7 separate regions of the Mus musculus genome follow, and all the other regions are linked to region 2. The links are chromatin contacts, called in public Hi-C, HiCAR-type and promoter capture Hi-C maps. All regions are on one chromosome and are shown on one strand. The core of a region is the stretch at or near the end of the contact, and the rest is flanking DNA. Distances in the headings are between cores, read along the strand shown.

What was found. Promoter capture Hi-C pulls out the DNA fragments that hold promoters and counts their contacts. A called contact is a pair of places that touch in the nucleus more often than the background predicts. HiCAR-type assays count read pairs that join an accessible place to other places.
Region 1: a promoter capture Hi-C map of liver shows a contact between it and region 2, with 5 times the contacts expected there. The contact joins the enhancer-like site here to the promoter of Gcsh in region 2. A contact is called at or near these places in 6 of 39 promoter capture datasets (the C10 cell line, embryonic stem cells, hippocampal neurons and 2 more).
Region 3: a Hi-C map of Th1 cells shows a contact between it and region 2, with 6 times the contacts expected there. The contact joins the promoter of Hsbp1 here to the promoter of Gcsh in region 2. A contact is called at or near these places in 3 of 39 promoter capture datasets (the C10 cell line, embryonic stem cells and liver), 3 of 484 Hi-C or Micro-C datasets (CD4 T cells, the G1E-ER4 cell line and Th1 cells), 2 of 115 datasets of contacts at active chromatin or transcription factors (astrocytes and fetal liver) and 1 of 9 other capture datasets (adipose tissue).
Region 4: a contact with region 2 is called in a HiCAR-type map of astrocytes, with 5 times the contacts expected there. The contact joins the promoter of Mlycd here to the promoter of Gcsh in region 2. A contact is called at or near these places in 1 of 39 promoter capture datasets (embryonic stem cells) and 2 of 115 datasets of contacts at active chromatin or transcription factors (the NIH/3T3 cell line and astrocytes).
Region 5: a promoter capture Hi-C map of the 3T3-L1 cell line shows a contact between it and region 2, with 8 times the contacts expected there. The contact joins the enhancer-like site here to the promoter of Gcsh in region 2. A contact is called at or near these places in 5 of 39 promoter capture datasets (the 3T3-L1 cell line, 3T3-L1-derived adipocytes, frontonasal cranial neural crest and 1 more).
Region 6: a contact with region 2 is called in a promoter capture Hi-C map of liver, with 2.8 times the contacts expected there. The contact joins the enhancer-like site here to the promoter of Gcsh in region 2. A contact is called at or near these places in 8 of 39 promoter capture datasets (the 3T3-L1 cell line, 3T3-L1-derived adipocytes, the C10 cell line and 3 more) and 1 of 115 datasets of contacts at active chromatin or transcription factors (astrocytes).
Region 7: a contact with region 2 is called in a promoter capture Hi-C map of 3T3-L1-derived adipocytes, with 5 times the contacts expected there. The contact joins the enhancer-like site here to the promoter of Gcsh in region 2. A contact is called at or near these places in 5 of 39 promoter capture datasets (the 3T3-L1 cell line, 3T3-L1-derived adipocytes, hippocampal neurons and 2 more) and 1 of 115 datasets of contacts at active chromatin or transcription factors (astrocytes).

What each region holds. Positions count from the first base shown.
Region 1 is chr8:119,410,112-119,413,645 of GRCm38.p6, reverse strand. Mlycd (malonyl-CoA decarboxylase) reads right to left here. Exons shown (of 5, transcript NM_019966.3): 5 at 2,544-3,534. The coding sequence ends at 3,125. Among named protein-coding and RNA genes, the nearest start is that of Gm46053, 4.4 kb to the right of the region's middle. Within about 2 kb of position 1,430, at least 113 of the 459 cell types and tissues checked have an H3K27ac peak or open chromatin away from gene starts, as enhancers often do. A contact at or near this core is called in hippocampal neurons and liver, where this site is marked.
Region 2 is chr8:116,991,917-116,995,055 of GRCm38.p6, reverse strand. Gcsh (glycine cleavage system protein H (aminomethyl carrier)) reads left to right here and starts at 1,558. Exons shown (of 5, transcript NM_026572.4): 1 at 1,558-1,768. The coding sequence starts at 1,630.
Region 3 is chr8:119,343,133-119,346,462 of GRCm38.p6, reverse strand. It overlaps Hsbp1 (heat shock factor binding protein 1), which reads right to left and starts at 1,925. Exons shown (of 4, transcript NM_024219.1): 1 at 1,843-1,925; 2 at 1,461-1,527; 3 at 730-850. The coding sequence starts at 1,887. The coding sequence ends at 732.
Region 4 is chr8:119,393,137-119,396,559 of GRCm38.p6, reverse strand. It overlaps Mlycd (malonyl-CoA decarboxylase), which reads right to left and starts at 1,666. Exons shown (of 5, transcript NM_019966.3): 1 at 1,090-1,666. The coding sequence starts at 1,614.
Region 5 is chr8:114,503,842-114,507,392 of GRCm38.p6, reverse strand. All of the region lies in intron 5 of Wwox (WW domain-containing oxidoreductase), which reads right to left. Among named protein-coding and RNA genes, the nearest start is that of Wwox, 66 kb to the right of the region's middle. Within about 2 kb of position 2,057, at least 28 of the 459 cell types and tissues checked have an H3K27ac peak or open chromatin away from gene starts, as enhancers often do.
Region 6 is chr8:114,533,952-114,537,234 of GRCm38.p6, reverse strand. All of the region lies in intron 5 of Wwox (WW domain-containing oxidoreductase), which reads right to left. Among named protein-coding and RNA genes, the nearest start is that of Gm16116, 61 kb to the left of the region's middle. Within about 2 kb of position 1,469, at least 6 of the 459 cell types and tissues checked have an H3K27ac peak or open chromatin away from gene starts, as enhancers often do. A contact at or near this core is called in liver, where this site is marked.
Region 7 is chr8:114,610,765-114,614,072 of GRCm38.p6, reverse strand. All of the region lies in intron 5 of Wwox (WW domain-containing oxidoreductase), which reads right to left. It overlaps Gm30554 (a long non-coding RNA gene), which reads left to right. Exons shown (of 3, transcript XR_388057.4): 2 at 1,055-1,262; 3 at 2,236-3,308. Among named protein-coding and RNA genes, the nearest start is that of Gm30554, 5.7 kb to the left of the region's middle. Within about 2 kb of position 1,747, at least 23 of the 459 cell types and tissues checked have an H3K27ac peak or open chromatin away from gene starts, as enhancers often do.

The DNA of each region.
Region 1 (3,534 bases), core at 181-2,680, 2.4 Mb before region 2:
GGGAATCCTGGGGTCTCTGCCTGCCCAGTGCTAGGGTTATAGGTGTGTGTCATCAGGCCTCACTTTTATGTGGGCCATGGGGGTCCAAATTCAGGTCCACATGTCTACATGGCAGGCACTTTAGCCATGGAGCCAAATTTTCTATCCCCTCACCCTTTTCTGAGAGAAAAAGCAACAAGAACTTATTAATACCATTGCTTTCAGTCACCTGGTTTTCAGTCTTGGATTACATTCAAGGACATGAAATACTTAATCCTTACGCTCAGAGGTGATGTGAAAACTCTAACAGTGACTACCCAAGGCTGATGCCAGGCACCTGGCCACCAGTGCGTTTGGATTTGGGTCTGTGATCCTGGATCAGGCCTGAACATCAGTTCAGTCAACCTGAATGAGATCCACGGAAGGGAGAGGGGAGGGACCCTCTGAACCCGTAGAGAGCCACTGTTGGGAAAGCCGACCAGCGCTGGGAGAGCCAAGGAGCTTTGGGAGGAGGGAGAGTGGCAGCTCCATGTCCCCAGCTCTGTATCCCTAGCTCTATGAACCCCTAGTTTCTGTTCTTCCACAGTTCTGCGGTCCCTGTGAGCTCCACGCCCTCCCCAGCTCCGAATCCCTCTCCAGCTCTGTGCCTCTCACTAGCTCAGTGTTCTGGAAACCTGGAGTTGGTCTGTGTGGGCCGATGTGGGTCTGGGTAGATGGTTTTCGCCGGCGAGGGAGAAGCTCCTAACCAAACCCCACTCCTACGCACCCTTTGGAGAAGGCACTCGAGTCGCAGCAGTGCCACCTGGTGGCGGTGAGGAGGACAGCACCTACTATGATCAGGTAGCCTGGGAAGGGGCCAGAGCTGTCTACCACAGGGGCTGTGTTCATTCCATCCCCGTCTTCCCACCAACCCTCATTTCATTTAGATCCCCTAAAGCCCTGGGGTGGGGGGCACGCCAGGAACATCACTCAGGATGGAAGTGGACATTTTCCACCACAAAATGTCTGCAGATGTGGGAAGTGGCCCAGTGACCAAGAAGGGAAGTGTGATTACTGAGAAGTGCTTTAGAATCAGCAAGAGCTTCCTGTGACAGGTCTCAGTAAGGACCAGAGCTCCACCCGGGGCCCTCCAAGGTTAAGGTTAGGGCCATGGTGGGATGTGAACAGGTCGGAAGAATACACACCAAAGGGAAGCTGAGGTTTGGGCAGTGACTGGAGGGCTGGCGGCAGGTTGAGGACACGGTGGAAGGGCTCGAGGGACACACTGTGAAGGGTGGTCAGCAAGCTGATGCAGACAGTAGTTAGGCAGCATGAGGGTGCCCTGCAGAGCAGATGCAGAGAAGATGCCCCACTCCCAGCTGCTCCCAAGGGCCCGCTGCAGCAGGGCCTGCTCTTTGGCTGAGTGTTTCTGTAAGCTGAAGCTAAACCAAGATAGCCACACAGTGCTAAAGACTTAACAATGCGGAGCAACAGCACCTCCTGACTGTGGAAAGCTGGAACATCGCAGATCAGAGGCAAACCGTCCTTGCCTTTAATCTGACTGCAGCATGTTCAATGCAGTTCCTAGGTTTGACCTAGTAACCTTGTGACTATCCAAACCTTTAACATGTATTAAGAAATATCATTACATTTTCATTTTTTATTTGTGTGTGTGCTCTGACACATATGTGGAGGTCAGGGGACAATGTGTGGGAGCAGATTCTATTAGGTAGGTCCTAGACGCAGGTTCTGATAACCTCGGTGCCTGGAGTTGTTGTCTTGCCCTAAATGCTTTATAACTACCAGTTCCCACTGATCAAGAAGGCAAGAATGGTTTCAGCACCCGGACCACTCTCATCAGGTTTCCTGCATTGCTGGAGTGTGTTTGGCAAGTTGCTTTATGACTTAGCTCTATAATAAATTCACATACGAACACTTTCAGGGCGGTGGTGTATTCAGGGCAACCTGAGGCCATGTCCCTTGGGCCATAGACACATCTGGCTCAAGTATAAACAGTCTTTAATTCTCGCCTTTGAGGTGAAAGCTGTTTTCTGTTGACATTTCTACCTAGGCCAGGGTTGAGCCTGGGATCATAGAGTCCAGTCAACCTAGGGAGGCCACCCTGGGAAGTTCTAGAAGATGCTATCAGGAAAGACAGGGGACAAGCATGTCCAACCGAGAGTAGCACTGTTCCTGCTGATGTGTGATATGCTCACAGATGTGCGTGTACAAATGTGGATGCACACACGGATATACTTACTACATGTGCTCCAGGTCACAAGCATACCTGCCAATGCAACCCAAGTGTAGCCAAGCCCTTCTCACAGCTGTGTGGACATGCGGAGACACACACTGCCACATATACATACACACATAGCCACACACACAGCCACACACACATATATACACACACACATACATAACCACACACAGCCACATCCACCTCTCCCCTGCTCTTTATCCTGCACCTATGATTTCATCCACTGTCCCTGGTGGGCTGGCTGGGGAACATGACACCACAAACACATCAGAGCAGAGCTGAGCCTTGCTGGGACGCTAATCTTGAAGAAAAGTACACAGTGAAGTAGACTTAAAGGTGTACAGTGAACAATCATGTTTAATGCTTACAGAACAAATCTGTTCTTTACCGTTCAGTTCATTATGAACTGGGATCTCATTTAAACCCTGTAAGCCAACTCTGGCCTCAAGCAGCAGCAGCATCCCTGAGGTGCCAAACACACCCTGTGCACGGCACAAACTCTCTCTAGTCTGAGCTTTAAGCTGCGGTATTAGCCACAGTACAGATCTTAGTCCTCTCCCAAATAGAGAGAACATGACTGTCAGCTCTTCATACTCCAAAAGGTCTGTGCTCTGGGCTGTGTCCTGGGTGGCCTGTGGTGGCATCTGTAGAGCTTTCTGAAGGCACAGGCTGTGGGGGAGCAGCACAGTGGGATCCCCGGAACCCCAGCACCCAGTCCGCCACCGCCTCCTAGCAGTGAGTGGGCCACCACAGTGACAGCCAAGGTGTGGCCTCCTGAGTGCCTGCTGAGGTCAGAGGACAGCACCGCTGTGGCCTCCCTGAAAAGGATTCTGTGGTAAGTAAGCCTGGCCCATCAGAACACAGCCTCCTTTCTAAGAAGGGGCCCAAGCTTTGGGAAGGCTGTCCCTAGAGTTTGCTGTTGTTCTGGAACTGGGCTACCAGGCTGAGGATCTGCTCGGAAGCTTTGATGTTCTTGGAGCCCAGGTAGGAGATACTGTTGGGGCCTGTCTCCTCCAGGTAGTAGCGGTAGTTGACCATGAGGCCGCATGAGCTGGTGAGGCCTTTGAGGCTGCTGTCAGCCATCCAGTTGATACGCCACATCACAGCCCCATTCTGCAGATGGAAGTTGGCCACTGGGTTGAGGGCGTAGCCTCGGTGCTTCTCACCGTACAGGTACCAGGCACACAGCCTCATTAGTGGCCCCTGCAGCGCCTGCGTCAGCTTCTCTGACTTCACCCACTCACCACTGCTCAGGAACCCCTTGAGGCTCTCGTGAACAGGGTTGCCGGTAACCGCTGAGATTTCTTGGCACTCTG
Region 2 (3,139 bases), core at 309-2,808:
GGAACTCACTTTGTAGACCAGGCTGGCCTTGAACTCAGAAATTCACCTGCCTCTGCCTCCCAAGTGCTGGGATTAAAGGTGTGCGCCACCACGCCCCGGCTGTCTCTCTGTCTCTCTTTTTTTAATATATATAAATGTTTAATCTATCTATCTATCCATCCATCCATCATCTATCTATCTATCTATCTATCTATCTATCTATCTATCTATCTTTGGTTTTCGGAGACAGAGTTCCTCTGGTTGTCTGGTATAGCCCTGGCTGTTCTGGAACTCACTATAGACCAGGCTGACATTGAATTCAGAGATCTGTCCCTGAGTGCTAGGATTAAAGCTGCATGCAGCTACCAGGCTGGAATCTCTTCTTGAGGGTTGGGTTGCTTTGTTTGTTTGCTGGCTCTGTAGAGTCTTCCCTATAGGGCTGGTCAGTTTAAAGAAAAGACAGGATCACTGGCTGGCCTACAAGTGTAAGCCGGTCCTGATGTGGCCTTGAACTACTTGAGCCAGTCCCTGAGCAGGAGGCTGGCTGGGCTGGCAGGAGAAGAAACAGCCCATTTTAAAAGGTACCACCCGTTTTTAAGGTACCGGGCTTTTGTCTCAGCTCAGGGGGGTGTAGATGAAGCTGGCCATCATGGAAGCTCACCACCTTTGTCATCTACCAGAGTTTTTATCTAACTGCTACTTCCTTGCCACCAGCAGCCCTAGTTTGGCTTGAATGTCTGGTACAGCTTCTAGTATATATTGTTCCGCCCTTCCCCTCATCCACTGTACAGACTCTGGGTTCCCTGCCCCCAGTACATCCTACGCTTTTCTCTTGGCTAAGGGACACTGAGCCTTTTCAGGGAGCCTTCTCTCCCTCTCCAAGGACATCTGCAGCCACCTCAGGGTAAATCCTGTTTTGTCTTGGTGGTGCCAACCCATTTCCCTTGACAGTGAACATAAGGAATGGAGGTCCCTGACTTGATAACTCCGAGGATGGACAACTCCTTACTCGGAAATCCGCCTGCCTCTGCCTCCCGAGTGCTGGGATTAAAGGCGTGCGCCACCACGCCCGGCTCCCTTTTCTCTTTCTGTCCTTTTTCTTTCCTCCCTCCCTCCCTCTTTCTTTCTTTGAAACAGGGTTTGATGCCTAGAACGGTCTTAAATGAATCCCATGGGGGTGACCTTGTGCAGTTAGGCGTAACTGTGTGCTTTAAGGGCCTGGCGGCACCTCATCTTCCGTAGGACTTTTTGGCTTAGTGGCATGAGACTGCGTTAGCCCAGCAAAACCATCCTTGCTGGAATCTTTCTCTGGCCCCTGCAGCGATGCAGTTCAGGGCAACTCCTAGATTGCGGACTTGGAGCTTCTATTCGCAAGATTCTACTCTCCGCCCTCCAGTGAGGCCCCGCCTCCTCCCTGCCCAGCCAATCTGCGCCTCTCACACAGCCCCATCCGGGCCTCAGCGCCTCCACATGCACACGCCCCTCGCGCGGGTTGTCCTATCCGAAGTGGAACCTTCAAGATGTCCAATCAGAGCGCGCCTCTCCCGGGCTCCGCCCCCGGGCCTGGGTGCTCCGCTTACTCTGGACCCACCCCGTCCCCACCGGCCCGGTGGCGGAGGCGAAGCGCAGTTACCCTCCGGACCTCTGACCATGTCGCTGCAAGTGTCGAGGAGCTTGCGGGTTGTGGCCTACAGCCTGCGCACCGCCCTGACCTTCTGCTCGCCGCGGCCCTGTGTACCGAGCGCCGCCGCCGTCCGCTCACTGCGCACCGGATCTGCTTTGCTGTCGGGTAAGTGCAGGGCACGTGGTCACCGCTCCTGCCCGCCCTACTCCCAAGCCTCCTGGCCGGACCGACCTATAGCCCTACCCACGCTTCTCGCTCTTGGGATCCTGGTTCTGCGGCCTTTCTCCCTAAGTAGGCGGGAGAGTACAGGAGCAAACTTTGAACCCGGGGTAGAAAGGTGGAGCTGGGAGGGAAGGACGGCTGGACCCGCAGGTAAACCGGCCACTCGTGCCGGGCTGAGCTTGCTTTTAGGTGCACCGAGATCCTAAATGTGGGGAGCACTTAGGTTTGCTGTGGAACCTAACAGCAGTTTGTTTACGAGGAACTGCGAAGTGAAGTTAAGCAGAAACACATACTAAAATTTAGCAGAATGCATATACAGATGAATGAAAAGTCAGAGTAACAGAAATAAGCTTTTTACTCTCTCCCCCGCCCCCCGCAAAATCAAGCGTAGTGAGGAAGCTTTAGCTGTGAACTACAGACAGCAGGAAAAGTTCTAACGTCTGAGTCATTGATGTGTACTGGGGTTCAAACGAGCCTGGTTTGACGGACTGGAAATAGCTGGGAGACCTGCCCATTGTACGCGTTTGCACAGTTAGCTGGGAAACAGTTTTATGTGCAAGTAGTGGAGACCTTACTCAGGCAGCACAAATCGGAACGGCTGCTCTCAGCGAGTGCCGTGGGTCAGAAATCTGTGGAACTCAAAATGTTGATCACGTTATTCCTCGGTGTGGAGTGCCACGTTTCTTCCTTTCTTGCTAAAATTTCTCCAGTTTTTCACACACCAGACCGTTATTGACTGGAGTACAAGGGTAAAGAAATGCTCAAATAAGCAGTCCGTTTCAAACCAGGCATGGTGGGTGGCTTCCACCGGTAACCGTGTCAGCACTGCTGAGGTGGAGGATCGCTGTGAGGCCGAGGGCAGCTGGAGCTACATACTGAGTTCCAGGTATTTGGTTAAATATTGCCTAATGTGTCAATTCCCACGGTCTGCTTAACTACTCAGGTTCTTTTCATTTTTACCCTCTTTGAACTGGCAGAATTGTGCACACTTATTATGCAGGGTGCAGAGCCTTGTGCTTGTTGAAACACAGACATTATTCAATTCTGGTTTTTCCTCTTAGAGCTGTGTGGTCTCGGGCACAGTCTCTCAACTTCTCAGAACCCCAGTGCCCTGCATTAGAACAGTGGAGGCGAGGCAATAGCTACCTCAGAGTTACTGGGAAGTCGTCCTGTCACCTGCAGCTTGACATATTAGCAGTGAATAGTTTTATTAACTATTAGTGTGTAGTGCCAGATAGCACCACTGACCCATATTAAGCAAGCTATTGTGTTTGAGAATGCAGTATCTTCAGTTTCAGCTCAGATTTTCTGAGG
Region 3 (3,330 bases), core at 676-3,175, 2.4 Mb before region 2:
TAATGGGATCTGATGCCCTCTTCTGGTGTGTCTGAAGAGAGTGACAGCGTACATGAATGAAAGAAAGAAATAAAGAAAGAAAGAAAGAAAGGAAGGAAGGAAGGAAAAATCAATCTCATTTTTTTTTTTTTTTTTTTTTTTTTTTTGGTTTTTCGAGATTGGGTTTCTCTGTGTAGCCCTGGCTGTCCTGGAGCTCACTTTGTAGACCAGGCTGGCCTCGAACTCTGAAATCTGCCTGCCTCTGCCTCCCAAGTGCTGGGATTAGGTGGGAATTTCATAGCTGACATCGTGCTATGAGGAAAAAGATTGGCACATGCCTGGCACTGATACAGTAAGTTTGAAGTAATACAACTCGGAAATGTGAAATCTACCCAAGGAACTAGTTTGGCATGGAACATTTCTTTTCTTTTTAAAGATTTATTTATTTTACGTATATGAGTACGCTGTAGCTGTACAGATGGTTGTGAGCCTTCACGTGGTTGTTGGGAATTGAATTTAGGACCTGTGCTCGCTCAGGTCGGCCTGAAGATTTATTATTATAGATAAGTACACTGTAGCTGTCTACAGACTCACCAGAAGAGGGCGTCAGATCTCACTTCGGGTGGTATTTCAAAAACTTGGGAGTTCACCGGTGGGGAGGAGAGAGGTCTCCTGATAACCGATCAACGACACCCCCCCACCCCGTCGCACTGACGGGCGTTTTACGCTGAGGTAACCCCCCCCCCTCACCTTCAACTCTTCTGGGCAGTAGGAATCTTGTTTTCAGGGTCCAGTTCTTCTACTCCAGCCTGGGTCATGAGGTCAGCGATATTCTTCTCCAGGTCGTCAATCCGACTGCTCATGTCATCTAGTGGCACAGTTAAAGAGCCCGCACGGCAGCATCACCTCACCTCGGCCTCTCCCCCCCAGGCCCCCGCCCACTGGTTTAAACAGCTGCTTCCCCAGTTTCATCTGGCTACAGTGACAGCCTGGCGGTCGGGGTTCGGGGGGACTGGGGTGAGTTTTCTTCCCTACACCTCCAACTCTAGAAGTACTCCCAGACAACGGTTACCATGCAAACCCCTTTACTGGTGTTCTGGAGGGGCACCAACAAGGGCTTGGGGTAGGTCTCGCTGTGTCTCTGGCTCTTGGCACAGTCCTCCACGGGAACACAATATAGCCAAGATCAGGAAAGACACTTCTAAGTGGGGACGGGGAAAAGGCTCGGCCGTTAAGAGCACGCGAGGCTCCTGCAGAGGGCACGAGTGTACTGGGCAGTTCACAACCGCCTGTTACTCCAGCTCCAGGGGATCCAACGCCTCTGGTCTCAGTCACTCCCAGTACCCCCTTATACATATAATTAAAAATAATAAACCCTTTGTAAAAAAAAAGGCAATTTCTAAATGACTAACTGAAATCTGTTTGTAAACCACCCCGCTCACCCCCACAGTTAAGAAACTGCCTCCAAATCAAAAGGATATTCCTTCCGATGATCTGGTCTGACATGATCTGAAACTTGTCTTGCATCTGCTGCAAGAGCGTCTCCACCTAAGAGAAACCAGGACAAGTCAGCCGATCCCAACCTATGCCGAGACCCCCTTCCTGGGACCGGCGTTGGGGAGCCGAGGACGCAGGCATGAAGGGGGGGTGGGGTGGTGGTGGTTCCCGGCTGGAGTGTGAGGCCTTCAGCAAGGGCCTGCCAGCTCGGATCGGTGTCCCTGCGGGTCAGGTCCGGAGGGTCCGGGTCGGGGCCGACCGGAGGGCGAGCCCCGCAGGTGCGCGGGCCGAGGCCGCTGGCCACACCCCACGCCAGGGCCGAGAGCGGCCCCGGGGTGTCCAGGCCCATATGAGGCTGCCGCTTACCACCAAGGTGATGTCCTGCATGGTCTTGGGGTCCGTCTCGGCCATCTCCCCGGTGCCCAGCTTGGCGGCGATGTCTCGGAACCGTCACCTACACTTCGGTTTCTCGGCGCAGACGCCCACAAGCCGACAGTTCTCGCGACTACACGGTCACGGGACCGCGAGGCATTGTGGGTGTTGTAGTTTCTGCCACGCACCGGAAGGTCCTAGGAGGCTTCAGATTGTCCTGCCTGCGGATAAGCTACGCCCCCCAGTTCTTAGCTCCGCCTTCATCTTCCGCCCAGTTCCACCCTGAAGGCTGAACCGAGAGGAAGAGGAGGAGAAAACGCCGGAAATGGACCAAAATTGTGGGGATTAGCGTTGGCTTCTTCCATGGATGTAGTTAGGCACTCAGGCCTTGCAAGGCGAAGCCGGTGACGAGCTTGCTTCAAAGTCTGACACTGTGAGTTCAATCTCTGTGATCCACATGTTGGAAGCAGAAACTCGATTCCCACAAATTGTGTGTGCACTGCTGTGACATGCATGCATACACACATAAACATACACACAAAATAAGAAAGTGTTCTGTTACTACTAAAAAACATTAGGGGGCTGGAGAGATGGCTCAGCGGTTAAGAGCACTCACTGCTCTTCCAGAGGACCCGGGTTCTATTCCCAGCACCCACAGGGTAGCTCACAACTCCAAATCTAGGAGACCCAACAACCTCACACAGACAAAACACAGTGCAGGCAGTGGAGGAGGCTGGGATAGAATATCGTGGTCATTTGAATACAAATGGCCCCATAGGCCCATAGGGACTGGCCCTATTAGGAGGTTTGGCCTTGTTGGAGTAGGTGTGACCTTGTTGGAGGAGGTGTGTCACTAGGAGGCGGACTTTGGGGTTTCAGAAGTTCAAGCCTGGCCAGTGTCCTGCTGTGTGTGGATCCAGATGTAGAACTCTCAGCTCCTCTTCCAGCACCATGTCTGCCTGCACATGCCATGCTTCCTGTCATGATGATAGTGGACTAGTCCTCTGAACTGTAAGCCAGCCCCAGTTAAATATTTTCTTTTATGAGAGTTGTTGTGGGTATGGTGTCTCTTCACAGCAATAGATGTCCTAACTAAGACAGATCCAATTCTTTACATTTATGGACTGGAGTGGGGGTGTCTCTGAGTCTAGCAAACCAGTGAAGGTACGCGGCGTTAGGATATAAGGTCCGATTGTTCCACCCTACCTTGGGGCTGTTATAGGGAGTTGGGCAGCTTAAGGAAGACTCTAGACAGGGCAGGAGGAGTGGCTGATCCCCTCTGCAGAGCCAACACCGGCCAGAGTTCTCCATGTTCCTACGTTACAGTGAATTGTACAGGCACATGGATGGCTACAGGCCAGGAGACAGTTTAGTAAAGGAGAGAAACAGGGAACTCCAGCGTCCACCAGACCCAGGCTGAGGCCCAGCTTCAAAAGGGACCAGGTCTGTGACCTTCCCTAAGTTATTTACTTACCGTGTGTT
Region 4 (3,423 bases), core at 417-2,916, 2.4 Mb before region 2:
TAGGTAGGCACTGCATGCATCTGTATACAGGCAAGCAGAACACTGGTATATATAATCTTTAAAAGAAAGGCCACTATATTTAGTGACACACTTTGTTTGCTGGCATTGGGAAGATGGGACAGGAATATTTCTGGGGCTTACTGAGCAGTTTACCTAATCTAACTGGTGAGTCTCAAGTCTCAGTGAGAGACCCTGACTCATATTAATCCCTTAACTACACCAAGGGTTAAGCAATCAAAATGAGAAGTCTGTAAACCTGCACATAGCAGTGCAAAGGAGCCTGGATCAGGGGATGTATATCTGAAGTCTTGGACAGCTCATCACCTCAGCGTGTCATGTCCTTCACTCTAAAGGAGATAGGTGTCAACCGAAAGGACAGAATGGAAGTAAAAATGGCCATGCCTGTTTCAAGCAGGTCAGGAAAAAAGCAGATGAGGCTTTGAACACTGGGGACTTCTGAAATGGTGATATCATTGTGTATGAACTCAGGGTCAATGCTCCTCTTTATTGAATATTAATGGCTGGCAGCTATGCTAGACAATCCTTTGGGTCTCAGCTATATACACCTCCGTTATCTGTACGCTACATGATATCGCTGGGTAAGCTGCTGACTAGCACAGGTACTAAAAAGTCAACTTAGGATCACTGCGTCTGGGGCTGGGGGTTTGGAATCAAATCTCTTGTCCAAAGTCAGATTGCAGAAAGAGGACTGGAGGCTTTAGAGACCCAGGCGGTGGTGACCTTGACTTTTGGCCATGTTTGTGCATTTCGTGTAACCTGTTAGGGTGATGGACGTTCGTGGGAGGTGCCCAAACTTTGCCCAAAGCCGTGTTCCATCCTTGTTCAAGAACAGCGCAGTTAAAACTAGAGCTATTTTGGAGTAAGCGCAATGGGTGTCACACCCGACAGTGACCCCCGAGGATAGTGCTACGAACCACGCAGTAAGCACCGTGGTATCTGAGGCCGGCGAGGTGGCTGCAGGGGCATGGGTAAGGGTCTGGGGAGTGGGGAGTGGGAAGTGGGCAGGGCCCCGGGGCGGTGGCGGGGGGCGGCGGCCCCGGGGTCGCGGTGGCCCGGGCGGGGCCTTACCCGGACGTGCGGCCCCTCCACCAGCTTGAGGGCCTGCGCCTCCAGCAGATCGGCCCGCAGCTGCACCAAGAAGCGCACGCCGCCGTCCAGCTTGCTGATGTGATGGAAGAGGCCGCGATACCGCGGCACGAGCGCGTAGCGCAACCGGTCCTCCGCCTGCAGCAGCACGGCCGCCTCGCGCGCCTGCTGGCGCAGCTGCAGCACCCCGGCGCTCTGCTCGGCCACCTGGCCGTGGTCCACGCCGAAGCCCTGAGCCAGGCGGCCGAGCAGCTCGGCGCGCTGGGACGCCTCGGCCAGGCCGCCGTAGAAGCTCACGAAGTCGGCGCACTGGCCCTCGGCGGGCGCCGGCGTCTTCTCGCGCAGCTCGTAGGCCGGCGTCGGGGGCACGGCTCGCCGCAGCAGCTCGTCCATGGCGCTGGCCGCGAGCCCGCCGCACAGCCGACGTCCCCGGGGCCCCGGAGGCCGCGGCGGGGACCGCAGTGGGAGCAGGCGCCGAGCCCTCAAGCCTGGCCCGAGGCCTCGCATGACAGCTCCGCGACAGCTGCTAGCGGGAGACGCCACTGGAGAGCGGGCCTCTGCCTCGCTTCCGGCTCCGGCTTCCGGTTTCTCGCCGGCCCCATTGGCCGAGGCCGGACGGCGGACGGAGACATTGGCCAATCGGGGGGTAGAACGGCGGGGGAGGGGCGAGGTGGCTTTCTCAGGCCGGAGGCCAAGTGCAGCCAAAGGTCCCCGGAACCCGGTAGCCCCGGGGCACCTGACTCGCCCTCTTGGCTTGCATCCTTACACCTGTTCTGAGAGTCACCGCCTCAGTCCCTTTCCCCACTACGCACGCGCTTCTCTTGATCTGAGAGCTTGACATCTCAGCTCTTCCCGGGACCGTGCTATGCACGCAGCCTCCTGTGCTAGGGTTCGGATCTAGCGTAGGTGAGGAGCTGAGAAATTTAAGGTTGCATGCTGGACTAGGTCTCCTAGGAATGGGGATGGCTCATTTGATAAAGTGATTGAGAACTTGAGTTCATATCCAGAACCCATGGGAAAACGCTTGTAGTCCTAGCTCAGGGAGGTGGACAAGAGCCAGCCAGTCCAGATAACAAGGTAAGTCTAGGTCAGCCAGAGACCCTATCTCCAAACCAACCAAACAAAAAGTATGCGGGTAGCGCCATCACTCGAGGTGTCTTCTGGCTTCCAGAACCACACATGTACATACGTGCACCCCCACACGTGTGTACAAGGAAATGTATATGCACATGTACACACCAAGCATGTAATTCTCAGAGTAATTCTCTGACTTGACATTTTGACCCTGTCCCGACCCGCGGACAGTAGAACAGGGTCTCTCCCAACAGACCCTCCCTAGGTACTCTCTGGCTCATGTCAAGAATCCCACCCAGACAGAACTGCTGGAGACCCAGCCCATGCCTCCTGCTGCATCCTAGAGCTTCCGTCTGGTCATGCCGGAAATGGGTATAGGAAGAATCTCTTCCCTACCAGCTTCCTTGCTGGGCCTCATTCATTCATTCATTCATTCATTCTTTCAGTGAAATGATTTTCAATTGTTTGGTGAGTTCCAGGCCCACCCTAGGCTTGCATTTGAAATAGCCCTGCTCATTCTCCTTCAGTTTACCATCTGAGGGAGGGAGTCACATTAAAATAACTGCAAAAAGGAATCAGACTGGTAGAGTAGGCTCTGTATGGATTCAGCTTGATATGATGACAGTCATCTTGGATCCAGACTGTTGTGACTGTCCTAGAGAAACCACAGTTCATTTTTTGGTGCATGGTTTCTCTTCAAACTATCGATAGACCAAATCCCAAGAATGACGTCTGGGACCTTACAACCGGATCCAGGCTCCAACCTGTACCTGGCTCTTTGATAAGAACTTAAGATGGACCACGTGCCTTCCAGCTAGGGGGAAAGTCACTTTATCCTAACTCGAGTCTGTGACTCTCTTTCTGACCCATGTGGTAGGATCCAGTTTGGCTTTGCTGTCTACCAAGACTATACATTTGAGTAAGTTCTCCAATAAACTGTACCCTTCCATTCTTCATCTGCCTCTGTCTTTAGTACCACAGCACCTCAGGCCTGCCCGTGGATGCTGGGACCTGCCCTTTTGGAAGAGTTTGCCATAGTGGGTAGGATATCCAGGAACAGCCTATCATGCGAGAGCAGACACTGGTTATGGACCATGAACAATGCAAGCCACCAGGTCTATTCTTCTAGCTCAAACACATGACTTATAACTCTCCTGCCAGCCGGGTGTGATGGCGCACACCTTTAATCCCAGCACTTGGGAGGCAGAGGCAGGTGGATTTCTGAGTTCAGGCCAGCCTGGT
Region 5 (3,551 bases), core at 808-3,307, 2.5 Mb after region 2:
CCACACGTGATTGATCACAGAGACTCTGAGTTTCTTCGAAGGTGGAAAGCTTATGAAACTGGAAAAACCATGTTCATGCATTCCATCATTCAACAAACAGGATGAAGGAAAGACATGCCTTCCACCCATTGAATACTCGAGTTGTCTGTGTTCTAATTCCTCAATTTTCTCATAGAGATAAGAGTCAAGCTTACAGAAAGCCACCAGGGTGCCCAATGCACGCTAAATTATAGGCATCGCAACACCAGCACATGGATGAACAGGGAAACATCCTTATCAGGCTCTTCGTCCTACACCTGTTGAAACTGAGACTCAAGGAAAGTAAAATCTCGGTCCATCCTCACCCAGCCCCAACCACGCATCTCTGCAGACTCAGCCTCGGATGAATTGCTCTTCCTTGGACACAGCTGCTTAGCTGATGTTCAAAACAGTTCATTTCCATTTAATTGATTCGTTTTTTAAAAGATTTTCAGAATCACAATGGAGCCTAAAGAAAGGACCCTAATGAAAATAAGTACAACAAACATGATTCTCTTCTTTAGAGGGGTGGGGAAGAGAGCATGCGCTTGGATTCACACAGTGTAGATAGAACGTGATGCACACGTGTGTGGCATGTACACATGACAGGACAGCCCTTGGTTTGCTCAAGACTTTTATTCACTTTTTTCGTGTGTGGAGGTAAAAGGGCAACCCAAAGCAGTTGGTTCTCCCCAGGAGTTAAACTCAGGTCATCCAAGTTTAGCAGTGAGTGCCTTTATCCAGCAAACCAGCCAGCCAGCCCTTGGTCTGAACGGTTTTAAAGGAAGAAATGTCAAGCCGGGTGGTAGTGGTGTGTACCCTTAATCTTGGCGCCCAGGAGAAAGAGGCAGGTAGATCAATGAATTCAAAGCCAGCCTGGTCTACAGAACAGTCAGGGCTAGGGAGACACAGTGTTCAAAAGAGGGAGAGAGAGTGGGAAGAGGAGAGAAATGTTATGTGTCATGTTTACAGGATGTTCTAAAGAGATGTGGGCTGGTGGATGAGGACACAGGCAGGGCTCTGGGATGATTAGCCTGGGGACCATGAAGACAGGTACGTCTCAACAGCTGACTGCATGAAATGTATGAAGAGCTGTCCTCCACCTTAGGTACAGGAAATGCATGTGGGTATGGGAACGGAAAGTTTGATGCTGAGAAAGACTTAGAACTTTCTGACTGTCTAGTTTGACCAAACTGGTGAATTCCAAGACAGAGAAGGCACCCAATGCTTAACTCTGGCCTCCACATGCTCATACCTACTTACACACATGCCACACACACGCACACACACACTCGCAGGCATATACTTGCACACACACACACATAGCAGACAATCAGTTAAAACAATAGCTACACAAGGGCTTGGCTTGCGTTAAGTGTAGCTGTGTCAGGCAGTCCTCAGTCTGATCTGCGACATCCCAGCCATATACCCCTGTCCACGTACACACGGCAGCAGGTAATCCCGAGACTTGGGAATGTGGACACTCACACGGGCCAATGGGACATGAGCCTTGGTGACAGGTCTCACTTGGGAGCAGAAGCTTGGCTGCAATACAAACCAGCAAGCCTCTTCCTTCCTGTGCATAGCATCCAGCTATGTGGGCTGCAAGCCCGCCCCCCTCCCCCCACGGCACTCCCAGAAACACTGGCTAGAGATTCAGTCTAGACAAGAGAGACCTTGGTAGCTTTATGCTGTAGAGGGTCCACAGGGGCTGTTGGGTATTACGTCCTGACTAGCCTGTCCTGACCCACAATTCAGTTGTTCGTTCTGGACATGTGACATTAGCTATCCCATCCGGGGAGTCTCCCTGAATGTGAGGGTTTATCGCATCTGCTATATAACCCAGGCTTGGCTTTACAGTGGTTTCATTGCTCACCATAAAAACTGTGATAGTCAAACTGTATAAACAAACCAAACAGTGTTTTCACCGTAAAACATGAATGAAATATCAATATTTGCCTTTGCCTTCTCGCAGCAACTGTAATGAGGGTGGAAAATTCATGCCATATGTTTAGAGTAGAAGGAGAAAATAGATCCCAACAATTCATCCGAGCGGGTCCTGGCTACACTGTTTAATATTTTTAATCCATCCGTTTCCCTTCACATATAAATCCTTTGCGAATCATGGACCACTCGAGACTGCCAGTTACAAAATCCACTGCCATTTCTACAGAGGGCTCTTTGCTGAGGAGTAATGAGGCTGGTGGCTCCGCCATGATGCCAAAGGGCTACGCCACCCTTGCAGAGCTCAGCTTGCTTGCCCAGGCTGGAACAGGAAAGCACTTTGAGAGAGACGTAAGTAGACAGAGCCTCCCTGGAGCTACAGGCGCAGGAGAGCCCTTGCTCCTGACAGCTCCCATCCCCCACCCCCACCCCCACCCCACCCCCAGCCTTCGTCCACACAGAGCACGCTAAGTGAATTGTGCCTGCGAGGACCTTCTGATATGGTGTGTGTTCAGGGTAAGGGGTGTTATCTGTAGCTCCGAGGTTTGTGACAGGCTCCACAGCCAGCTTCACAGGCGGAGAGCAATGAGGGATGTTTTTATTTTGAAGCTGTGATTGAGCCCTGGATGTGAAGCTGCTGAAGCCTGCCCAGAGTGTTTGCTCGGGCTTTTTAGGATACGAAGCCGAAAGGCGCAGAGAATGATTCAATTTCCTCCAAATTGGCTCACGGACCAGAGGTTTGTAGAAGCTGTCACCATCCTGCAAAATCCAATACCACAGTGAGGAAGCTTTCCTTTGAACTTGAAGCCGACGGACCCAGAGGATGCTGTGTCTGGCCCTGAGGCCGGCCCTGCTGAGGCAGAAGGGGCTGCTGCTGGGAAGAGGAGAGGGAAGACGAGCAGAGCATGGAGAGGTGACGAACAGGGGCTTCCAGCACTGTGAGCAGGGCACTGCTGTCCCATTTACACCTGACAATCATCTTGTGATGCAGGGAAGCAATAGGAAGATGGAGGGCACATGGAGGACCACTGAGAGCTAAGATTACCACACCACTACAGAAATGTAGAGCCAGGGAGAGTTCCGGCCAACCTTGGTCTAAATCCAAACCTCTGTTCTTAACCACTAACTGGCCTAGCAGCATCAAAAATCAATCATTCAATAAATAAAACTCATCTTTCCAGTTTAGCTTGGTGGGGCACGTCTAAAAATCCCAGCACTGGGGAGATACAGAAATAGGAAGACCAGAAGTTCAATGTCCGCTAGGTGACAGAGCTCTGAACCCACCTGCCCCTTGCACAAGTAACACTGAGCTTGGGACATAACCAGATCTCAACCCCATCTACCTTCATACTAGACAAACAGATAGACATATGCATGCATGCACACACGCACATACACACACACATGCAGTAACCAGTGTCTTGGATACCATTACTCATTTACATGTCTGTCACTGTAGCTCAGACTCCATGAGGACGAGGCCAATGAGGTGTATACACACACACTCACAATCCAGTAGACTACACGCACAGATGCTGTCGATAAGTATTTGTTCACTAAATAAGGAGCCCATCCGACAAACGATCGAT
Region 6 (3,283 bases), core at 220-2,719, 2.5 Mb after region 2:
GCGTGTCACTTTTTCAGCACCATAAAACTGAAATACTTGAAATAGATGTCACTACATTTGTCATGAGCTGACATGGCCAATTAATATTACAAATTCACCATGGAGAAATGCTTCCAGCTCCCAAGGAATAAACTGCTGAACATCACAATTCCGCCTTGTAACAATGGGCCGACCTCTCCAGGGCTATAAATACGATGCAGCGGACTGATTAAATGGCAGGAGGAGCTGTTCACTGGTCGTCTCTCTCCAGGGTTGACACTTGGCCTATGCCTAAAGTTAACAGGTACTGCCAGTGACGTGTCTGCAGAAGAGAAATGTCGTTTCACCCTTTCTTTACGAAGAAGTTGACTGTTACTCGCCATGTCTTTCCTCCCCACCTTCCTCACAGCTAGTGATCGGCACATGCTTTATATGACATGAAAGATTCTAGACATGTTATCCTAAGCTCTGTTGTACCTAGTGGGGCTTTTCCCCCACCTCCCTTCCTTGCCCCCTCCCTTCCTCCTCACTCTCAGCCCATGCTGTCACAGCTAAACTCACTTCTAATAAGGCACAGGTGGGCCCCTGGCCCTGAATAAAATTCATGTTGGTAATGAGCTGCAAAACTCTTGGCTTCCCTTAAGCTTTCTAAGAGAAGAGACAGTGTTGCCCCCTTGGCCCTCTTGGATCTGGCTGGCTTCTTTCCCTGTGGCCATCTTAGCCCTCAAGCAGAGAAAACAGGGCCATTGTTCCAAGCCACGCAGTGACTTTTGGTGAATTGTCAATGTTCTGCACTCGTGCCTGCAAAGGGAGGGCAGTGGAGTGAATCTGTGGGATGTTTGGGGACCTCGTGGACCTTGACCTTTCTTTTCTTGGCAGAAGCTCTAAGGCCCACTCCCCTGGAATCCTTCTTTATGCTGCTGGCTTGGAAGACAGGGAAAGTGTTAAGGAGAGAGATTAGGTATTAAGGAGACACGGTGTGCAGTGATAAATTACCTAAACTGAATACACGGAGTCTGCTGCGCCAAGAAGGCCCTGAAGGAAGGCCAGACCTGTAGGAATGAGAGTATGAAATCAAAGAGAAATGTGTCAAAAACAAATGACAAACTTTCCCACTGTGGGGTCGCACAGGAACACCAGCTGGGGTGAGCCGTCAGTTGGCTGCAAGGTGTGCACTGTGCCTTGTGTCTTCTCATTTCCAGAGAAGCTGATCAGCAGCCGTGGGTTCCCAGATCCCCAGATTGGAAAGGAACTGAGAAGCCGTTCCTGCCTCTCTGTGGAGGAACTCACGTCTTTACCTGATCCCTTTTCTTTACTTCATGCACTCAAAATACCTTCTGAAGGGAGACAAAGTTTTGTTTCCTGGTCCTGCTCTTAATTCACAGCTCACCGAATTAAGTACTTTACCAAGTCCCTCACATCTCACACAAACCAGCTACACGGGAGGTTCTAGGCCTGTTTATAACACAACATTGCCCCTTGTTCTTCGTATCTCAATAATGAAATCTTTGTGTTTTATGAAAGTTCGGCCACTCTGTGCAAAGGGCAGTTTGCTCCAGTACAAACAGAAATCAGAGAAAATAGGAAAACCCCGCCAAACCCTTTCATCTCTGCTTGCCAAGCAGGTGAATTAATAAGGAGCACATTTGAGATTTATTTTCTTTAAGCTCCAACAGTAAAGAATGTTCCAAAGTCGTTCTCAAAGCTCTGGAGATTTTAAAAATTCAAATGAATCAAACTTAACTTGCTGGTATAATGTATAATAAAGCCAGTTCCGGGGCTTACCTGCTCAAAGATACACTCGCTGTACATTTAGATGAGAAAAAGAAATTAAGGAGTCTAAACATACACGGCATGAGATGGCCAAAATTAAGTAAATTAAAAGTGTTTTCAATAAAGGTTTCTAGCTTCAGGTAATAAAGTCGAGGTTCTCAATAGATAGTTTCAATCCTGGTGTTAGGCTGAGCCCAAAAGAACCTACCAGGGTGTATGGAAGGAAGGGAGGGAAGGAAGGAGCAAGGGAGGGGAGGACAAGATCACCCCCACCCTGCCGTGCAGCTGAGACGCCTTCGCTCACACTCTAGCATGGAACTGGTTATTGTCCCAGCCCATTCGCTGCCTCAGCACTTGTCAGGTGACCTGTAAACTTTTCAATACTATGGGACACATAAGCGGCCTTCTTATCCCTACACGTCTTATGGAAGAAAACACTAAGCTCATTTTAAATTAATATTTTCAATTGTCCACAGATAATCAAAGGTTAAAATATCCACAATGTAAGACTACTGAGTTCAACGGGCTGGTAAAAACGGAACAGGAAACTTTGATTTCCAAGTTCCAATCTGGGGGGGGGGGGGGGGGGAGGAGATCAACGGCAGACTGCTAAGAGAGCAGAAGAATTTACAGAGGTGTGGGGGACTTGTCTATCACAGTAACTCCTGTCCTAGAGTTGGGGCCAAACGCTGTAACTATCACAAGTGGTTGTTCAGTTTGGTTATTACTGCAACTGAACAAGCATGGTTTACTTTGAAAACTTGTGTGGGGGACAGTAAAACTCGATATAGCAGTGTGTGCAATCAGAATAAGGTAATGCTATAATTTCTGCTTAGATTGATGTTTCCATAATAAAGCACACAGGATTCACAGATATCAAATATAACTGCCCCCTCCCCAAATTAACCCCCAACTAAAAAACATACTGAGCAAAACCATAGCACACTCTATGCACCCGTCTCAAATAAACTTGTATAAACACGCTACGTGTCGGCACATGCCATTGGAGAACCCATCATAAATTAATTTTGAATTAATCAAAATAGAGTCTCCAGAGTATTTTCTACTGAGGACAATTCAAGAGGCACTTTTTCTAAAATTAGTGCAGCTTTATGTAGATGTAGTTCACACTCACTTCACCCACTTAAAATGTACAACTCAACAGCTTTTAACATACGCAGCCATCAGCACCGTCGATAGAAAGGACAAAAGGAGAGGGGAGAAAACGGGGCCAGCAAAATGGTGCACTGATCAAGAGTCCAGTGACCGCATCTGAATCCCTATAGCCCGTCTGGGGGAGGAGAAAGCTGAGTCCCACAAACTATCCTTGTGACGTCCATACAGCTTCTCCAACATGCATATGGGCACACACACGCACACACATACAAAGAGATACACACATACATATACATACACAGAGAGAGACACATGCACATACACACAGAGACATACACACACACAAGCATCATGCAAACACACACACAAACAAAAGAACAGATTAATAAATGAGATGATAGTAAAAAGAAGAAGT
Region 7 (3,308 bases), core at 498-2,997, 2.4 Mb after region 2:
TTCAATCGTTGCATTTTGGTGACAGGAGGAAAAAATGTTATCTTGATAGTAGAGGATTTAAATTTATTGCATAGCTGAAACTGGTTACTGAATTGAAATTATAAAGTAATGAATCATTTCCTGAAGAAAGAAAAAAAAGTCAGGCCATTAGTAATGCCACTGTGTGACGAACTACTTAGACATGTCAGAAGCAGAGGGTAGGGGGTAGAGAGAGGGAGGGTGGGGGCTACTATCTGGTAAATTATATCTAAATGTAGATACTTCGAAGAAGATGATAAATCTACGTTTAAGAGGGAAAAGAAAGTGCCCCGTGCTTTAGCATCACTGTGAGGAGGGCTGCAGAGATGGCCCAGTGCTGCTCTTCCAGACGACTTGAGTTCGATTCCTAGCGCACAAATTACAGCTCACAGCTATCTGTAACCCTAGCTCCAAGAGATCCAGCACCCTTTTCTGACCTCCATAGGCACTGGACATGCATGTTGTGCACAACTACATGTGTGAGCAAAACATTCATGTGTAAAACAGATAGACGGACAGACAGACAGACAGACAGACAGACAGAGAATGACAGACAGACAGGCAGCCAGATAGACGGACCGATGGATGGATAGAATGCTTATTGTGAGAGACTAGTAAATCTTCTGCTACTTTTTCCTCAGTCCCATTTTAAGTAACTCCTCTATAGGTCCCACAGAAATCTACATCACTAGACACTTTCCATACACTGGGGTGGTGGGGGTTGGTCCAGCTCCCTGGGCGGCTTTAACACACTGGTAAGATGGTTCCTGCCCTCCTTCCCTATCTGAAGGCACAGCAATAGAACCAACTTGACCCGCATCTTTGTCCAAGGCCCTGCATCTCCAACCTGATGGCCAGTGTGAGAGCAAACAGGACATGCAAATTCAACTAGGGGGATATCACAAGCTGGCTGGGGTATCAGTTTGCATTTTTAGCATCCTACTGCTCTTTCTTCTCTGCTATGTTACTGATACCTCTAGAGAAACAGCGTTTCCCTAAACATCATCACTACGGCAGATCTGTCTCTGTGTCACAGGTTCAGAGGGTCAGATGCAGTTACGGCGTGAGAAGAGCTTATCCCTGAGAGGACATGAAGCTCTGAAGTGTCTCACCTACAGACAAATGTACTATATGGCACAACCTTTGGGGTGGACACTAAGTAACACTCACAGACTTGTGTTCAGTGTTCCCTCGCCAAGCGCCTTCCTGAGAGTCACTGTAGAGGCTGTGCTCTTCCAACCCAGGTAAGATATCCCCGTACGTGGACAAGTCAGAGAGTCTCCTGTCAAGTGCTCTTTGGTTCCCATTGAACCAGAACATGGGCAGAAATGCAGTTTATCTTTTATGGTGTAAAAAAGGAAAGGAGGGCTGGGGAGGTGAGTCAGGGGGTAAAGCCTTGTAACCCCAGCTCTGGAGAGTGGTTGCAGACAGGAGGAGTCTGAGTGCTGAAATGATAGGATCTGGGTTCTGTAAGAGAGAGGTTATCTCTAAGACTAAGGTGGAGAGGATGGCTCAAGAACCCTGCCCATGCACATGCATGGATGCACCCCCTACTCGCACATACATGTGCACATACAACATAAACATGCATACACATGTGTGCTTGCACAAACAAACACACACACAGACACACATGCTAGAAGCAAAAACAAACAAAACAGAAGGGAGGGTGGGGGGAGCACCCAAAGTCACAACGCTGGAAATGACAGAAGCTAACATTCTTGACCACTTACGTGTCCCGAGGACAGTGTTGAGCAATTCTCATGTGTTTTTCTCACTTGGTCCTTCCAGACTCTGAGGCAGGAATCAGTATTAATTCCACATTTCTAGGTGAGCAAGCCAAGGCTCCTAAAGCTGGAGCAAACTGTCCAAAACCATGCAAACAGCAAACTGTCCAAAACCATGCAAACAGCAAGGGGCTGAGCCAGAAAGCAAACCCAGATCTGCCTCAGCCTGTGCTTCTGAGGGCCCATCTGCACTGGGGCATGCGGTCTTCCATGTCACATGTCACCCCTTCTGGAGAGACACTTCTTCCCAGATCTAACTCTACATCCTGGAGGCATTACAGGCCAGTCCCATGAGCCACTCGTTACCAGCCCAGGAAGAAGCCATCTTCCCCGGAACTCCCTAGGGCTTCTTTTCATATCTCTGGCCTTTCCTAAGCAATGGATTTAGCTTTTGTCTAGGTTGTAAGAATAAGCAGTATGATTTTTGTAGTGTTGCTGCAGAGTTCTCGACAGACTCCCTGCCTATTGATGGAAAAAGAAGCTGCCACAAGTCAGCCCAACAGACGGTGTCCATGGTGAATTGAGGTACATTTGGTAGAATTGAGCCTCTTAGGGGTTATGATAAAGGATACGTTGTACTGGTTAAAAAACAAAACAGAAGAAAACCCCATGTATTCCGTCTATAATGTGTATATGTTCATCAAACTCCAGCAGTCTACTTGATATTGTCGTACTGTCTCTAAAGAGGAAACTAAAGGACATATTTTGGGGGGCATTGAATGGAAATTATTCCTTAATATAGTTCTACACTAACAGACTTACAACATTTTTTCCAAATTATCTACCCAGAGTCGTGGGGGCTGCTGCTGGCAGGCTTCCTATGCGAAGTCATAATTAGCAGAAAATGGAAAAATCCAAGTAAGATGGGGGCTATGAAGCCGGGTTCAGGGACCGAGGGCAACTGTTGATCCATGAGAAGATCAAAGCTGGGTAGAAACCATTCCTGGGTTTACACAGCTGCATGTTCCATGCAGGAGCTCTAAAACAAACACAGCCAGGACCTGAGGGGGCCGTCTTGTGATAGGGAGTATGTGGGTGTCAACGAATCTCCAGGACATCAAGTGACCCCAGGGGCTGGAGGCCACCGCACTGCAGAGCTAGAAAGGGAAGCTGGTGCTTTCCCCACAATCCAGAACTTGTCTTTGTTGAGGCAAAATTTTTTATATTTCACTAATCCGGCCTTCTACCAACATCATAAGGAGGGGGGTCATTAACGACATACAAGAACGTCGTGGAGTTTCATAAACACGACCTGAGAAAAGTGTATTGGTCAGAGCTTATTAATCTGAAAATGAGAAACTAGCCACTCCAGCTCCTCCAACTGAGTTGCTGTGTATGGCGAGCCGAGTGAGACCCAGAGCTTGCAAAACTCCTTTAGGTACATAAATCCCTAAACCCAGTAATAACAGAGCCATATGTTACTGTGTTTGTGGGTATGAATTGCTGTATGAGACGCAAACACAACAGCAGCTCCCACTATTGTTTGAATTCATTAAAAATAAC